2 separate regions of the Rattus norvegicus genome follow, and region 1 is linked to region 2. The links are chromatin contacts, called in public Hi-C maps. All regions are on one chromosome and are shown on one strand. The core of a region is the stretch at or near the end of the contact, and the rest is flanking DNA. Distances in the headings are between cores, read along the strand shown.

The links. Hi-C and Micro-C count contacts between places; a contact is called where the count stands out from the background.
Region 1: a Hi-C map of psoas muscle shows a contact between it and region 2, with 3 times the contacts expected there. The contact joins the enhancer-like site here to the promoter of Spry1 in region 2. A contact is called at or near these places in 2 of 12 Hi-C or Micro-C datasets (mammary epithelial cells and psoas muscle).

The regions. Positions count from the first base shown.
Region 1 is chr2:122,711,507-122,715,906 of GRCr8, reverse strand. It overlaps LOC134485902 (a long non-coding RNA gene), which reads left to right. Exons shown (of 3, transcript XR_010064258.1): 3 at 1-2,845. Among named protein-coding and RNA genes, the nearest start is that of Spry1, 230 kb to the right of the region's middle. Within about 2 kb of position 1,441, at least 11 of the 93 cell types and tissues checked have an H3K27ac peak or open chromatin away from gene starts, as enhancers often do.
Region 2 is chr2:122,483,133-122,487,826 of GRCr8, reverse strand. It overlaps Spry1 (sprouty RTK signaling antagonist 1), which reads right to left and starts at 2,480. Exons shown (of 3, transcript NM_001395072.1): 1 at 2,328-2,480; 2 at 1,625-1,913.

The DNA of each region.
Region 1 (4,400 bases), core at 192-2,691, 230 kb before region 2:
ACATTAAGTTCCTCGTGGTGCATTTCAAGTCTTTTTCCATGTTGTCTCCTGTGAGAATGAAAAAAATCAGTCTCCCCTTTTCCCTGAGATGCTGTACTCCTTGTGCTTGGAGACAACTGCTCCACTTAATAATTTCAAGATCTTGTACGGTCGTGGCCGTCCATGTGAGTCTCCTTAGGGTCACTCCCAATGTTTCTTTGTCTACTGTTAAGTTCAAAGCTGGATAAATAACAACTGTGCACACACACTTCATGGAATCACTTCAACAGCATTGGAAGTTGAACAGTGAGGACATTCCCATAGTGCTTTTCCTGGAGCCAAGGTCACCATCCTTTCAGAAAGGGGTGTGACTTACTCTGCCTTCATTTCCTGCCAGGGCCTCCTTTTCCCCACACAGAAGCATGGAAATACATCAAGCCAACACACTTCCGGGTTGGTTTGTTTGTTTCTTGTTTCCATTCAAATTTACAAGCCTGAACCCAGGGTCATAGACTATAGATGATTTTTGTGATTGTTCTATTTGGGTCGCTAAAGTAACAATACTTTTCAGAACTATATATTTTTAAAACATAAACGTATAATAATCTTTACATTGCCCTTGTAACTTTTAAGCCCTGTCATGTTGAGGAAGTAATCTTACCTGTCTGAAACTTTGGAATTAGACTCATTAACACATCAAAAATTCTTCTCGTTCTTCAAAGTCCTGGAATTAACATTTCTTTGCATACAAGTTGTCCAGTCATGAGATATTAAATGAAACTTGTATTTTATTGCTATGTATTTGAGATTCTTCAAATCACTCTACTAAGATACTACTTACTGTAGCAATTTTCTAACTTAGGCTCCACACAAGGCAACATGGCAGTGTTTCTCTGTAGAGATTCCCACAGTGCCCTGAAGCTTCTAATTTTCTTGACAGGAGATTTTAAGTACTGAAGTGACCAAAACAGACTACTCTCAACTGGTACGATTACTTGATTTCCTCCAAAACTGAAAATCAAGAATCCCCTAATGTTGAGCATAACTTATCAGCTTCGTGGTTCCAGGAATATTTAGATTTTAACTTATTATCACCACAATGTACTTTTCAGACAGGTGGTGTTTCTGTGTTGATCTTTGAGAAGACAATACAGGTTAATTCTTTTTCTTTCCTTTCTTACTTGTTTTTGTGAACTTAGAGGCAAGTTTTAACTTCTTAGAAAGCTTGAACAGTAAGACAGTTAGGTTAGGCTTCTTTCTCTTTCATGTATACTAGTTTGGGGCAGGGGAGAACCCTTCCTCACGTACACCAGCTTAGAAGCTGGAGGCCCCTTCCTGCAACTGAACTTGACTGCTTTTAACGTTTGCCTTCTTCTGAAGCTCATGTCTCATACTCCTTCATGCTGAACTTGCACTCTGTGCAGTGAACTGACATTCCACAATTATCTTGGGAGCCTGAGATAGTTTCCAACTGGTGAATCATCCAGTCTAAAGGACACTCTGACTGTGAGAAAAAGTTAGAACTGTCACTCAAGTCAACAGACTTGGGAAAGTCAGGAAATGAAGAAAGAGGGCTAACAAGGGAACAGCTGGACTTACCTGAAGAGGATTGGCAGCAGAGTTGAGCTTATACATATTCATATACATATACATATACATATACATATACATATACATATACATACACATACACATACACATACACACACAGTGCTTTAATAAACTTTACACTGACCAAGAAAAAAAGTACTTTATGCATGCAAATGACACATATGGTATTTTCTGCATACAGTTTTCTACTTTATGTAGAAGATGCTTTCAATTTAGGGTTAAATTCCACCACAAGTGAGAATCTTTCCCAGGTAAAGTACATTTCACGAGTGGAACGGTGCTCCATGCTTGGTTAAGATCACTCACTGCTCCTGCAAAGGACCCAGATTCAGTTCCCAGCACCCATGTGGGGCAGCTCTCAACCACCTCTAGTTCCAGTGCCAGGGGATCTGATTGCCTCTCCTGCCTCCACAGGTACCTCTACACGCATAAACATAAACAAATAATAAAATAAAAGTTTAAAAGACAGAATATTTTAAAAGCTAAATATACTATGTTCTTGGTTTAACAGCACGATATGAAGGAATAAAGTTGATTTGGGCCTTCGTGAATGTTTTACTGACATTTCATCATGAACAAGTATGTCTTTTTTGTCTTTTCAGAAAGATTCGTTTTCTCCTCTATTTTTTAAACTGGGAATTTTTTTCACAACATGAGAGGCGCATGCATGTTGGGATATTAGAGTCCATGTACAGAAGCCATACACACTCATGAACAGCAGTCGCATCCAGGTGTCAGATGTCTCAGGTATAGACAACTCTAGCCGACAAAGCAGACTCTCTGCAAGTGTGAGAACTTGAGACTTCCAGAGCCTGAGTTCTGTGCAAATGTCCTCTTCCTCCTCCGTGGGCTCTTTTGCTAGACAATTGACTCAAAGCACTTTCTCATCTATGGCCGTGTCTTTTGACAAAGGGGGCTTACTTTCTTTCCCTGATTGCATGACTGTTATCTCACATGACAGACTTCTGTTTTTAACAAGTTTACCTCCGAAGTTGGAACGCCATCCGCTCAGCTGTGATTCTCCTCTCATTTCCCGCGGGAAACTTTCCTGCTTTTATATGGATATCATATTCTCTTGGTTACTCGCCATATCTTTGCAAATCTTGATGTCAGAAATATAAACAATTCATGTTTATTCTGCATCAAGGCTGCCCTTTCTATTCCTTGCCTTTTACATTTTTGTGTGGATCTTATAAAGATATTACCAACTGGTCCTAAAACAGGCCAGACCTTCACTGTAACACTGACTTTATAAATGAATTCAGCAGAATTTGGAACATCAAGTCCTGACTCTTCTAGTCCATAAACGCGGTGTTTATTTAGTTTATTTCAACTGTTCTCGAGGATATTTAAAAGTTTACCAGATAGCAACATTGTACTGCTTGGCGACATGACTTTCTATGTTTCCTGTGACAACAGTAAATTGTAGTTGAGTGCTCCAGCCTCCTCTGTGCTGAATGATTCACTGGGTGCATGATCACTGCCATGGTCACAGAATGAAACTGCAGATGGGTATCAGAGAAACTCAAGCACATGAAGCAGAGTCCAGGAGCCAGTGGCTCCCTCTGAGGATTCTCACAGGACATTCCTAACACGTAGCAGTAAACCTTGAAGACATATTCAAAGTGTGTGCAGCAGGGAAACTCATTAGAGAATCAGTAACCGCTGTATGTCAGTCTCAATGCACATGGGTTACAATAGTGCATGCATGGATTACATAGTGTATGCATAGATTATAGCAGTGTATGCATATATATGCATATGCATATCACAATAGTAATGCATGGATTGCAATAGTCCATACATATATTACAATCGTGCATCCATGGATTATAGTAGTGAATATATGCATTATAATGCTTCGCATATATGTTATAATAGTGTACACATGCCATTTGGATTTTCTGAACTCTTGATGGAGTTCTTAGAGTAGAAAATTTTCATCTTTCCTTCAGAGGGATAAAGACAACACAATGATTTCATCCAACTGTCACTTCCTGTGTGCTTTGGGTGTCGGGTACTGTATGGAAAGGGCCAAATATTTCTTTCCTCTTCAAAGCTTACTGGAAAAAAAAGAAGAAGAGCTGTAGACACTCAGAAAAGCACCCATTCTGCATGCCCTACTGGGCCACACACAGCTAGGTGTCTATAAGCAGAAGTGGGCATAATCCTCCTAAATGTGGTTTACAGCTGCTGGTAAATTTTCTCATCCCAACACAGATTGAGATGCCTATTATTGGCAAGAAAAATAATCTCTCTCTCTCTCTCTCTCTCTCTCTCTCTCTCTCTCTCTCTCTCTCTCCCTCCCTCCCTCCCTCCCTCCCTCCCTCCCTCCCTTTCCCCTCCCTCCCTCTGTGTGTGAGAGTGTGTGTATCTCTCTGTGTCTGTGTCTCTCTTTGTCTGTCTGTCTGTCTGTCTCTGTCTCTGTCTCTGTGTGTGTGTGTGTGTGTGTGTGTGTGTGTGTGTGTGTGTATACAAAATCTCCTCTGTTACAGTATTTTTTGAGATTAGCAGGCATTGGAGGGATTTTCACCTATGTGATCTCACAAATAAGAAAAAAACGATCCATCAACAACGTAAATAACTGTCTAGCATAAAGATAACCCTCCAGCAGGTAGCTATGGGAATGAACGGTGGCAGTGGCTGGATGGGAACCTATGGCTGAATCTGTGATCACTTGTGAATCCCACTGGTCAGGTTTCATCACACTGATCACAATCCTCTTTCGGTTCCTCATACTCAGTGGGAAAGAGAGCTTTCCCTGTGACCTGGCTTAAGAACTCAACATGGCCAGGCATGGTGGCACACTC
Region 2 (4,694 bases), core at 1,231-3,730:
ATTCCAATGATGCAGAATCCTGGCCAGAGTCCAACTCCCAGAAAAGATTGTAGAGGACCGTATCACAGGAAGAAAGCAAAGACCTCATGCCTTAAAAATTAGAAGTTGCTCTCCAGCTTCTGAAAAGCAGAGGAAGTCATGTCTTCCTGTTTGCAAACCTAACAAATAATTAAGATGAAATATGCCTTCGAAGGCAGCACTCAGTGTGCGCTCTGGAACTGTTCTCAGAGTTCACGATCAGTTCACTGGCAGTTCACGTAGGGAAAATGTCAGCTACTTTTTAGAAGATTAAGAATGGTTTTAGTGCTGTGGCCTCTTGGCCGTTTATATGCTGTTACGAGCTTCAGATTAATGAGAAAATTAATCAAGGCCAATTTCCAAAACACTGGCTGCTCCAAGCTCACTCGGAATCTCCAAAGGTCACTTTCAGCAGAAGTCAGGGTCTGAGGCTAGCTCACCACACACATCTGTGAGATGGGCAAAAGAAGCTACAAAGAACGAGGAATGCTCTGGCACACGTACGCAACCCTTACGGTGTGGCGTTAAAGGCTCACCCGCCACACAACAAGGGTAAGTTATGCACAGTGTCAGCCCTTTAAAGCGGGGAGAGGAACCCTGGTCTTTTTTACAATATATGTATTTCCTTTCATTTACCTGCATGACAGGCCTTGATTTTCATAAGCCCTGAACAGACCGGCTTTTTGTAGTAAAATAAATACTGATACACTGATACAACAAACACGTTTCCATGTCAAGAAGAAATAACTCCCTACTTATAACGTATTCTTCCTAAAAAAAGACCAAATTCTTTCCGTTTCTGGGCGATAGGTTTCTGGAATATTTTTCACACAAATGCCTTCCGAACTTACAGATAGATTGATGCACCTTAATTCAAGAAGGAACCCTCTGCACTTTCCTGGTATCCAAAGGAAAACAAAAACAAAACAAAAAGTCTTAAGGAATAAGTCACTTTACTAACAAATGCCCCTAGACTACAAATGTGTTAGCTTTTTGGAGGCCCCTCTAGCTTATAACTACCTTCTCTGCACACGAGAAACACATCCATAGCAAGTTTTAGTGCCGAACTCCTAAACGATACCGGAAACCTGCCCATCGTTCTGTGCCTTATCTATTTTTTAAAAATTTAAAACTCCATAACGAAGACTTTAAATGTGCCAAGCCTCATCCACAAGAAAGGAAGACGTGGGAACGGCTTGTTTGAGCTATGAAACCCCTAGGCACAGCTTTCATTCGCATTTTTACAGGGCATTCCCAAGCAAGTTCGCTCAGGCGGAGCACTTAGGCGCCCCGCAACCGCCCAGAGCTAAGCCGGAGCGCGCGCGCGGACAGCACTGTGGGTAGCACCGCCCGGCGCTTGGGCCCCAAGCCGAGACCTCAGGGGCACCCAGCCGCGGCAGGTCCGGCGGGGGAAAGTTATGAATGAAAACAGCTCGCGGGCGGGAGGAGGCAGCGCCCTCTCCCCGCGTCCCGCGGCACTGCGCTCCGAGCACAGGCGGGCGCTGGATCCCCAGCGCCATCGGGTGCCGCGCGCTTGGCACGGGCTGCGCGAAGACCGCCAGGACCGCCCGGCCCGCCCCGGCCCGCACCTGCCGCCCGCACTCACCTCGGCCTCCACGGCGCCGGCCGGGGGCGCGGAGCGGGCGAAGCGCGCGCCGCATCAAGCGCGGCGGGGCGGCCGGGCGCGCATGGCCCGCGCTGCGGCCTCAGCGGCCCCCGGGCAGGGGCGCTTCTCCGCGGTTGGCGGCGGCCGAGGGCGGCTCGGGGACATCCGCCGGGTGCGCGCGGCGCCCGCTCCACAGCACCGTCCCGTCCCGGTCGTCAGGCGCGCGGCCCGGCGTCGTCCCGGGCTCTCGGGTTCCCGCAGGTCCGCGTCCCCGCAGTCGCCACGCCGGCTGCAGACGAGCAGAGACAGAAACACGTGAGTCCCTCGCCAGCCCGGGACGCTGTCCTGCTCGCCGTGGTAGACAGCCACGAGCTCCGGACACACGCGGCCGTGCACGTTTTGCCCCCACGGAACGCCCCGCAGTCAAAAGCGCGTCCCAACGACGCGTCTGCGAGAGGCAAGCCCGCACGCAGGGACGGGGAAAGTCAGGTCTGGCACGAGCGCCCGGCGGGTCGGTCGCCAACAATGCGCACAGACACGCGGGTGCGCGGCGGTGCCAGCCCGCGTTCGCACACACGGAACTCGCTGCCCGGCTACGGAACTCGCTTCAGGGCCGACCGTAGAGCGCCGGGCACAGAGCTAGAGCCAGCTCAGAAAACGTCCAGTTCCAAGAAAATAAAATAAAATAAAGCACCATTCTCACCTGATCTCGCCAGGTCCTCGGCGGGAGGGGAAGGCTCTTACCTAGTGCAGAGCCTGGGGCCGGCCTTCCCGGCACATGCACGCCGCCCACAGCAGCTCCTCAGCCCGCAGAGCTCTGGCTGCGGGGCCGCCGCAAACCCCTGCGTGCTGAGCACTCGCGCGCGGGCTCCGCAGCATTTCAGCGTCGCCGCCACCTCCACCTCCACGCCGGGACCCGCCCCCGGTGATATCATGTGTCAATCACGCGGGCTGCGCGAAAACCCGGAGCAGGATTTTAGCGATCGTGGATGTGGACTCGAGGACGCTCTTAAAAAGTTGATTGCCTGCAGAAATCCTGCAAGCGCAACAGGGGAGTACCCGGTGTTTCAGGGGCCCTGTCAGTCTTGAGCTGTCAGCCTCCGATTTAAGGGGACTGGTGGATTCACCCTTAGAATTGAGTTAAAAAGAGTTGTGAAGAACATTTAAAAAGCAAAAACAAGCAAACAGCAACAACAACGGAAAAAACGTGTACACCATGCCACCGTGCCCCCAGACAGAGGGAAAATGTGTGAAGTACAGATCATGCGAAATATGAAAGTTCCAGAAAGGACAGTCACTTCTGCAAATGCAATATAATTACACACTGAAGAGTGGAAATTCCTGCTGTGGGGTTTTAGTGATTGCTTCATTTAGTTTGTGATTTGATCCCTAAAATTACATGGGGGAGGGGGAACCCAATTCCTTCCTGTTTTGTAATGTTTGTATAATTTTGTCAAAAACACCAATACATTTTTAATCTAGTAAAATAAGCATAACTCATCAGGAAGTTTTAACTTTTGTCACATGTCTGTCACGGGGTGGGGGACTTTAGTAAGCCAGGGAATGCTTTTCGCTTCTTTACAAACTAAGGAATTTGGACATGTATTCTGGGGACGATATAGCTCAGGATGCAGTGAAAAGGAATGTATGTGAAATTAAAAGTTCCACGAAGCTTATCTTAAAGATAACCTAAGGCCTCAAAAATTGTTAGTGGAAAATAATTTTCCAGGGAATTTTTATCAGGAACAGTATTTGATCAACAACAGAACTCCATGATCTAAATCACCTGTGAACGGGAGTTTGGATAGTTTGGGTTCAAAGTAATTTTTTAAAGTCTTAACAATTGCAGTGGATTTTGATAAACATTTTTATGACCATTGGCATACTGCATTTCCAAGCTTTTGAATGTTTTTTAGTGTTCACAATTATGCGTGGGATTACATGCAAGGAACCCAGGCACTCCCTACACAGAACAGCAGCCGCAAGAAAGTGCACTAGAAGGCAACAAAATGTAGTAAAAGCCAAGAAGCTGCCTGTTCACCCTTCATGGAAGGGGATGTGTTAAGGACATGTTTTCAAGTGTAAAGTTGGTGGGGCTTTTCTATCTTGTAGATGTAGCAGCCTAAGGAAGTTTCTGCAGTAGATCTCTCTCTCTCTCTCTCTCTCTCTCTCTCTCTCTCTCTGTGTGTGTGTGTGTGTGTGTGTGTGTGTGTGTGTGTGTGTGTGTATTGGAAGTGTCAAGTCAGAAATACAGTATCACATCAGAATATTTTATCTGGCTCTCCCCAGCTGTTCGCACAAACCTGGGGCCAGAGGTCTGTTCTCCAGTGTGATAAGATGAGGAGGAGCTCATGGATAGTTTTAATTATAAAATATAATTTCAAGGATTCCTATTTACATTTCAGAGTATTTCAGCCAGAGACAGGCTAAAACAAATTTCTTAAGTTTTAAAAATTTTAATAATCCATAAAATTTTGTCAAAACTACTACCTTCAAAGGTTATGCTCTATTTCAAAATCGAATATATTACACACCACATTTGATTCTGCTTAAATGCCTACATTTTGTGTTTCTTGAGATCACATATTACTAGGTTAGGATCCAGTAACCTTGAACTGGAAAACATTTAACGAAGTCAGCTTCGCCTTTTTAATTGCCTGCAGCCATGAGACACAAGGGAAACTATGCATTTTTAGCTTAAAACAGACCTTGCGTTTTATTTAGTAAACTCAATCGCAGTGAGTCTAGTCTAGAAATGAACAAATGGAATAGGAAACATTTTTGTAAAAGATATAAGGGCCAGTGTCAGTTCCCTATATAAGATCTGTCTAAATAGAGTCCAGTGGGAAGGGAAGCCCAACACATTCTTCAGTTTCATGAGAAAACACAATTATCCATCTCTTTTGTTGAAAGAGAATAAAGTGAAAAACTTGACTGGCAAATGCTTCAGAAGTGTGAGTGACTTAAAAGAAATTAAAGTACTCAAAGACTTGTTGATTTATTTATTTGGCCTAATAAAAACATCAGAGCCATTGTGTGTCTGCTTCCAGGCTGACAAGCAATACTTTCT